3 separate regions of the Mus musculus genome follow, and regions 1 and 2 are each linked to region 3. The links are chromatin contacts, called in public promoter capture Hi-C and targeted proximity ligation maps. All regions are on one chromosome and are shown on one strand. The core of a region is the stretch at or near the end of the contact, and the rest is flanking DNA. Distances in the headings are between cores, read along the strand shown. Region 1 overlaps Nrxn2 (neurexin II). Region 2 holds the start of Map4k2 (mitogen-activated protein kinase kinase kinase kinase 2). Region 3 holds the start of Fermt3 (fermitin family member 3).

What was found. Capture Hi-C pulls out chosen DNA fragments and counts their contacts.
Region 1: a contact with region 3 is called in a targeted proximity ligation map of astrocytes, with 2.4 times the contacts expected there. A contact is called at or near these places in 4 of 39 promoter capture datasets (cranial neural crest, frontonasal cranial neural crest, maxillary cranial neural crest and 1 more), 3 of 130 datasets of targeted methods (astrocytes, embryonic basal ganglia and large pre-B cells) and 1 of 9 other capture datasets (adipose tissue).
Region 2: a promoter capture Hi-C map of liver shows a contact between it and region 3, with 2.2 times the contacts expected there. A contact is called at or near these places in 2 of 39 promoter capture datasets (the HPC-7 cell line and pre-B cells), 3 of 130 datasets of targeted methods (bone marrow-derived macrophages, large pre-B cells and pro-B cells) and 2 of 9 other capture datasets (liver and pancreatic islet).

Annotation. Positions count from the first base shown.
Region 1 is chr19:6,450,898-6,453,597 of GRCm38.p6, forward strand. The region is part of intron 5 of Nrxn2 (neurexin II); the gene reads left to right. Among named protein-coding and RNA genes, the nearest start is that of Gm14965, 33 kb to the left of the region's middle.
Region 2 is chr19:6,339,794-6,342,493 of GRCm38.p6, forward strand. It overlaps Map4k2 (mitogen-activated protein kinase kinase kinase kinase 2), which reads left to right and starts at 1,367. Exons shown (of 32, transcript NM_009006.3): 1 at 1,367-1,552; 2 at 1,666-1,723; 3 at 1,951-2,041; 4 at 2,110-2,174; 5 at 2,462-2,517. The coding sequence starts at 1,457. Men1 (multiple endocrine neoplasia 1) reads left to right here. Exons shown (of 10, transcript NM_001168489.1): 10 at 1-1,101. The coding sequence ends at 379.
Region 3 is chr19:7,018,026-7,020,725 of GRCm38.p6, forward strand. It overlaps Fermt3 (fermitin family member 3), which reads right to left and starts at 1,444. Exons shown (of 15, transcript NM_153795.2): 1 at 1,253-1,444; 2 at 641-814. The coding sequence starts at 800. It overlaps Stip1 (stress-induced phosphoprotein 1), which reads right to left. Exons shown (of 14, transcript NM_016737.2): 14 at 2,671-2,700.

The DNA of each region.
Region 1 (2,700 bases), core at 189-2,688, 570 kb before region 3:
GGTGACAGGGTACCATCCTATTCCAAGAGCCTGCTAGGTGCCTTGCCTGGGGGAAACTACTAGCATCTGTGATCTCTGTGTGTCACCTATATTGTCCCAGTGAACCATGACGACATTTAGTGGCAGGCATCATTGCTTTGGTAGGTGGGGAAACTGTCAAGCCAGAGGCCAGCACAAGGCCCCTTAGTGTCTTAGAACACTGGGAGTCCAGCTCACTTGTTAGGCCAGAGGCAACCTCTCTCAGGGCTCTTTGCTGAGAAAAGTACAGGCCACCCTGACAACTCTCAAAGCTCTGTATCCAAGCCAAAGCCACATGATGTCACCTCCACCCTCCGACTAGTGCCCTACTGTCCGTCTGGGTTTGCACTGTCCCAAGACCTGCTCCGGCTCCTCGCTGTCTCTTAGAGCCAGGTTGTGAGAAAAGCAGCCATTCTGTCTTTGTGGGCTATCTCCCTGAACTCCTGGGCCAGCCTGGACACTCCTGGGTGCCCCTTTGTCTGCATCCCCTTAGGATCAGTCATACCACATCCTGCCTCTCTCTGCTGCCCATTCTGGTCCTGAGCTCCCCGAGGACAGGATTTTCATTGTCTCTCTACGTTCTGCACAGCTCTTGACATATATGTAGGCATGAGCTCAGCACATTTAATTAATTAATTACTAATTTTGATAGGGTCTCACTGTGTAGTTTTGGCTGTCCTGGAACTCACTGTGTAGACCGGGTTGCCCTTGAACTCACAGAAATACATCAGCCTCTGTGTTCTGGGTGTTGGGATTACGGGTGTGCACCACCACATGTGGCTCACAATTATTTAAAGTGAGTGAGTGGTCACTGTTCCCAGCGTCTTCCTGACTGTGGTCCGGGTAAGAGCACAGGAACTGCAGGCTTTGTTCAGAAGAGTTAACTTATTTATTCACCGATGGAGGGGTGAGCATGCGTGCCTTCACATCCAGGGGCAGAGTCACTTACGACTGGATTATGGGCTGTCATGTTCAGCGTCTCTCTAGATTCCTGCAGCGCCCGGGGAGGTAGGCTGACAGGAGGAGGAGAGAGGAGAGAGCTGGGCTTAGCGCTCTGTGGCCTGGCCGAGGCCATAGAGCTAGTTGGTAGAGCCAGCTCCAGCACCCAGGGCTTCTCTCTCACATTGCATTTCCTCCCGAGGGAGCTGTACAAGATGTCCTAGGCAGTTCCTAGGCAGTAAGTGCCAAATGAGCAGAACACACAGCTGTAGATCCCCAGAGCCAGGAGGGTCAGAGCGGCTGGAGAGCTTCCCAGAGGAGGCCTTGGAGCTGGTCTGCAAAGGGGGCAGCTGTTGCCTCCCTTTCACGGCACCTAGAAACCCTCTCAGTCCTTGGCCACATTCAGCTTTGTTAGGCACACTTGTGAAGCCACAGATTCCCTGATGGAGAAGCAAACAAGTATTGGCAGTGACTCCCTTTCTACACTAGGAGCTCTTAAGAGTTGTGGTTTCTCACGTGCTGATGGGAGTTGTAGTTCCTGACTGTGGCCTGGCCACTGTGGGTGATGGAGGAAAGCGCCCCCTGCCTGGCGCTTCAGGATTTGAGCATCTCAGATCCAGCTAGGGCTCCAAGAAGCTCCCAGGGCCACATCACATTACACTGCACATTCTGATCCCTGGAGTAACAGTCTCCATGAGGGTCCACCTTTGCTTCTCTCTCTCTCTCTTCTCTCTTCTCTCTTCTCTCTTCTCTCTTCTCTCTTCTCTCTTCTCTCTCTCCCCTCATCTTCAATTTTCTTGCTACCATTGCCCACCTGCCTACCATGCCTCTTCCCTCTTCTTAAATGAGTTCAGGCTCCCCCAGACCTTAGAAATCTCTTTCCCTTTCTAGGTCAGGAGGACTGAGGTCCAGTCAGCTCAGGCTTTGCGGCATAGCTGGCTTTGCCTCCTCCCCTGGGTCCACCTGAGGAGTCCGGGAACGGCCTCATTTCTGTTCTGCGCCTTGGCAGCCACAGTCCAGCCTCAGCCCTGCCTCTCCTTTTTTTTTTTTCCCCTGACTTCTTTTGTTTGGTCCCAATCACTTTTTCAGGTGGCTGCCGTATTTTCCTCTCCTTCTGTCTGTGTCTCAGCGATGTTATTTGCTTTGACCGCAGTGAAGGTGAGGGAGTGGGAGGGGAGGTCTGACCTCTGGGCGGGTTTAACAGTATGGGTGGTGAAGCCAAGGTCAAATGCATTCCTGTTTCTGGTCCTTGAGCCCCCTGGCTCTGTCAGTGTCTGAGCAGCAGGCCTGGTTGCTATGGAAACAATAAAGCTCCAGAAAGCCTTGGCTTCAGTTCCCCAGAGGTCCCTGTCCCCTTTCTATGCTGGCTGGCCCTCCTCCTTACCTGTCCCCTCAGGGTTCCCTCCTGTTCTTTATCAATAGGGTTCCATGTGACCGCTCCTTCCCTTACAGCCAGTCTCCATTTCTCTCCTGTCCCACTGAGGGTCCATCTTTGTCCCCTTCTACACTGAGCTCCTCACATCACCGTTAAATATGTCCTTGTCTCTGCTGGTCACCTCACCTTCGCTTAGGGTCCCCCGCACAGAGGGAGGGATTCAGATGGTCCCAATGTGGCCCGTGCCCTGCCCCCTCAGCTTGCTGCCCTGTGGCCTCAGGACAGAAGGCCTTGCCAGCTGCAGTGAGGGCTATGCCAGGCACTGGGGCAGCAGCTGGTGCCTTGGCATCCGGATGCAGCGGGGCAGT
Region 2 (2,700 bases), core at 117-2,616, 680 kb before region 3:
GTCCAAGCCTGAGGAGCCACCACCACCCAAGAAGCCTGCATTGGACAAGGGCCCGGGCTCAGGACAAAGTGCAGGGTCGGGACCACCTAGGAAAACGTCAGGGACTGTCCCAGGTACTACCCGCGGTGGCCAGGAAGTCGGCAATGCTGCTCAGGCTCCAGCACCTGCAGCATCGCCACCCCCAGAGGGCCCAGTGCTCACTTTCCAGAGTGAGAAGATGAAAGGCATGAAGGAGCTACTGGTGGCCACCAAGATCAACTCGAGCGCCATCAAGCTGCAACTCACGGCACAGTCGCAAGTGCAGATGAAGAAACAGAAAGTGTCCACACCCAGCGACTACACACTCTCTTTCCTAAAGCGGCAGCGCAAGGGCCTCTGAACTCTGATTCTGTGGCAAGGCCCCAGGCCTGCCCTCACTCCCAGCAGGCTTCACCCTCATCCTCTAATTCAAGCCTAGACTCCGCCCTCAGTCCTAGGGGACCCAGAGCTGTCCTGCAGTGACTAGGAGCCTTCATTTAGCCCCTCTTCAGGCCCCAGAGCCCTGGCTCAGTTCTTAGAATGTAGGTGTCATCCCCACCAGCCGGCCAATTGGAACCTCATTGTAGGTCCAATCCCCCGAAATTCAGTGGACCATGACAGGAGCCCAAGTCACGCCTGAACAGTAGGGCATTCCTCCCACTTGGGGGCTAGATTGACCTTAGCCCCAGAGCACAGTTGCTACCTGGAAACCAAGGACCATTCAGTCCCTAGGGGTAGATTTCCGCACTTTATATAGAGTTCCATCCTTTGGGAATCCAAATCCCTTACCCCAAAGAACTTACATATTGCTGCCCGAATTTGGAAATCTTCCTCGTCTCCCTAGCCCCTGAGTACAGGACATGAAGCTCCGACTCTTATCTGTGAATACTGAGCCTCGCCCCCTTCCTGACCAAACTGGCGCAAGAACAGAGCAGGACCTCTTCCAGCCCTCTGGGAACCTCCCTGAGGTCCCAGGAGGAAATCTGCACGGGGTGGGGGAGGGCCAGCCTCTTCCTGTTTTGTACATAGATTTATTTTTCAGTTCCAAGAAAGATAAATGCATTTTGTTAAGAAAAAAGAGAGATGTATGTATGTGTTTCATCTGAGAAATCGGGGATGGGGCGGGAGTGGATATCTGCTTTTGCTGTTTTAGGATTTTGAACTTTATGCTCTGCACCTGTAGCGCGGCGAGAATTGGGAGGGGTACCTAAGCTCCGCCCCTGCTTCTGGGACTTCCCCGCGCAACCAGGGCGCCTCCTCTCGGCCAGGCGGGCGGCGGGGCAGCCCCGGGCTGGCCCCGCCCCGGGCTGGCCCCGCCCCTACGGCCTCCGAGTCTCGGCGCTGCCCCTGCCTGCCCGCTCGCTTCGCCCCGCCCCACCCCGCGCCGCTCCGCGCCGGCTCCGCAGCTTGCGCCCGCCGGCGGGTCCGGCGCCGGGCCATGGCGCTGTTGCGGGACGTGTCGCTGCAGGATCCGCGGGACCGCTTCGAGCTGCTACAGCGTGTGGGGGCCGGGACCTATGGCGACGTTTACAAGGTGCGCTGAGCGGGGCTGCGGGACGGGCGGGAGCGCAGGAGGAGGGTGCATCTTCACGTCCCGCCGCGGGAACCCCGGCCCCGCCCCCTCCTCACCCCGCTTCTCGCCCCTAGGCCCGTGACACCGTCACGTCCGAACTGGCCGCGGTGAAGATCGTCAAGCTAGACCCAGGTGTGGGCCCGGGTGGGGCCTCTGTGCTCCTGGGAGGCGGGCGGGTGAGCTGGCGGGGGCAGAGAGTTAACATTTTCTAGACCCCCCCGTGAAGCCGACCCCAGGAGAAACTAAGGTTTGGCACCTGCTCGGCAAGGAGAGAAATACTCTATGCTCATTTTGCACATAGGGACAGAGTCTAGGCTATTCGTTCCCCCCCCCCCCCCATAATGCCTTGTGCTCCCCAGGGGACGACATCAGCTCTCTTCAGCAGGAAATCACCATCCTTCGTGAATGCCGCCACCCCAATGTCGTGGCCTACATCGGCAGCTACCTCAGGTGAGGTTGTTTATCCTCTTACCCTCTTGTGCCTTGCATTGTGCCACCCCAGCTCTCTGTCTCCCCAGGAATGACCGATTGTGGATCTGTATGGAGTTCTGTGGAGGAGGGTCACTGCAGGAGATTTACCACGGTGAGATCCAGACTCCATGGACATGGCCTTTCCCGATCCCAACATAGGGGTAGGAAGGCATCCTTCTGGCTGCACTTGGACTCCTCTTAGCTTCTGACTGGCTGTGTGACCTTGAGAGAAATACTATCCTCCTCTGGGCTCAGTTTCCCAGCCTGAGTCTGGAAGAAATTTGGCTAACATCACTTTGCTGTAGTGGTGCCTGCTGCTCCCCACTCTGCAGGGTGGGTAGGGAGGGTCAGCATATCCCTCAGGCTCTTTCTCTTCAGCCCCCATTCTGTATGTTTCAGCCACTGGGCCCCTGGAAGAACGGCAGATTGCCTATGTTTGCCGGGAGGCACTGAAGGTATGGGGCTCATAGGCAGCACCCATTTTGGAATCCTCAGGAGTGTGGGCCCAACACATCTGGCCAGTGGGAGATTGGGACCTTGGGATGGGCTGACTCAGGGGGTGGAGGTCCTAGCAGGAGGGGGCCCCCCAGTTCTGTTGCCGGAAGCAGCCTATTTCCCTCTTGGCTCATTCACTTCCT
Region 3 (2,700 bases), core at 194-2,693:
CTGCCTTCTATCCCTGTCCCAATTCCAGAGGCCTAGGACCCACACTCATGGTGAGATGCCTTCTGTCTCTGGCTATCGGGAGCTCATGGTGGGATGTCTTCCGGCTCTGACTATCGGGAGCTCATGGTGGGATGTCTTCCGGCTCTGACTATCGGGGCTTTCCTGCCATCCTCCCAGGAAGTGATAACTCTCATTCTCTGCTGGTAAAGTTGATGAGAAGCCTCATGGGGCCTTCTGGGTGACTGATATCGCCCTAGCCTACTCTGCCGTAACTTCCTGTGGGGGCAGGGCCTCTCACCCACTGTCAGCAGCCTGCCAAGTGGTTTGCTGGGGAGGAAATTTAGGAGAGTAGGTGCCAGGTCCCCAGGAACCTCCTAGCCATCCCTCAGGAACATAATAAGCCTCGGCACAGGCAAGACACACAGGGGACCATGTTGTCTGTCTCTTGGAGACTAGACAGAACCAGTAGGAGCTGGAGGAAGTATGGAGAGGGGAAGTTGAAGAAATACCTTCTTTGGAACCAAATAATTAAAGACTGTTGCCTGAGTCACTGTGACAAGGTTATGAGTAGAGGCGAGAATGGCCTAGAAAAGCCAGGGAGAGCTGTCATGACTGGATACATAGGGTCACGGGGACTCACTGATTTCCTCCACGATCTTCAGAAGTACCCCACCAATGTGCGACTCCCCCGTGACTCGGAGTGTGACAGACTGGGCCTCAGGGTCCTCCTCGCCCACAAACACCCTCAGCTCCCAGGAAGAGTCGATATAGTCCCCGGAGGCTGTCTTCATACCCGCCATGGCTGCGGCTGTTTCTGCTGAGACAAGGTGAGTAGACAGTGGGCTGCCTAGAAATAAGCAGGAGTCCTAGGGTACCCTGGGTAGGTGGGTAGGCTTTGGGGACACTGGTACAGAGAGCTACTGTGATCCAGTCAATATAAAACCCTCTTACTATCCTAAGTGTTTGGGCTGAAGAGACAGTTCCTTAGAGTCCACGTTGTCCTGCCAATTCAGGTTTCACAGGTGGGGACACCAAGGCCCAATACTCATTGTAAAGTACCCTGCTAGGTACCAGAACAGGTCAACTCTCCTACTCACAGTTCTGCCAGGCCCACCTATCTCAGAAACAAGTCCTGGCCCACAGCTCACAGCCAGTACTCTAACCCAAGCCTCTAGGGTGGTGGCAAGTGTGGCTGCTCTGCACAGAATGGCGGAGCAGGGGACAAGTGAGTCCTCCTGGGTCTTTCACTTACCTAGCCTGCAACGGGCTGCAGCTGCAGGTGGCAGTGGGACACCTGTTACCCTGGTCTGGCCTGGTCCTGCTCAGTTGCTTCCTTCAGAGGTCAGCCTGTAGTGGCCTTATCATGAAAGTTGTACTAGTCCCTCCCCAGGGCGGGCTGTTGCTGGGTACAGGAAGCACACTGCCAGCACGCAGAGGGCTCCACGGGGCCCTTGCTTTTGTTACCACAGGAAATGAGGGAAGAACAGTGCTGGGGTGACACCACAAAGTTCTCTTTACCCCACCCCCAGGCATCTACTGGTTGCACCTCCAGCCTGCTTTTTTCTTTTATTATTATTTTTTGTTGTTGTTCAAGACAGGGTTTCTCTGTATAGCCCTGGCTGTCTTGGAACTCACTCTGTAGACAAGGCTGGCCTCGAACTCAGAAATCCACCTGGCCCTGGTGGTGCTGGGTGCGCCACCACTGCCCGGCTCCAGCCTGCTCTTAGTGGGACTGTCTACAGTCAGCAGTGAAGTCCTTCCCACCTTTAAACAGGACTTGTTTCCAAACCTACCAGCCTTAAATCTGTCCAGTGACATGCTAGAGCCTCTCTGCCTCATAAAACCTCAATGTGATTTCCTCCAGGACCCTTTATCCCGTCTCTTTAGAGGGTTCTGGTGGTCCAACAGCCTCATGTCCATGCCAGGCACTGGGATGCAAATTGCTCTAAGGAACTGAGCAGGAACGTAGACTTTTCAGGGCAGCAGCCTACCATTAATGGACGTGGTTTTTTCTTTTTTCAGAAAGGGTTTCTGTGTAGCCTTGGCTGTCCCAGAACTCACTCTGCAGACCAGGCTGGCCTTGAACTCAGAGATCTGCCTGCTCTGCCCCAAGTGCTGGGATTAAGGGTATGTGCCAACCTCTCCTCCCAAGGTAAGGCTTTTTAAGTGTGACTAGGAGAGGCTGCTCTGAGGAGTCCTGGGGTTGGGACAGGAAGCTAGTTTAGGCTAACGTAAGACATAGTACAGCCTGGTGCTGGACTCAGCATCTTGCTAGCCCAGGAAGCAGTCTTTTGGGAGCAAATGAGGAAGTTCAGTGTTGGTCACAGTGTGGGAGGAAGATAGTGGTGTGGAGCTCAGGATTGGAGCAGCAGGAGCTGTTGTCAGTATTAGTCTCAGGCCTGCTTTCTGACCCACCTTGAGTCTAGGTTAGGTTCTAGTGTTGACCTAGCAGGTTCACTCTAAGACTGCACTGCACAGAACATCAACCCAAAGCTGATCAGAATGCAGGTAGGTCATCAGTTGTTGAGCGACACTTCCACCTAGTGGCCACCCTGACAAAGCAAACAGCTCACTCTTCAGCGACCTTTCTTTCAAGGCCATCAAGAAAAGGCTTTGTGTTGGCTTCCAATTCAGCACTACTGTGTCTTAAGAGAAGAAAGTCACTGGAGACCGTAGCAACATATAACCACGCCTGACTGG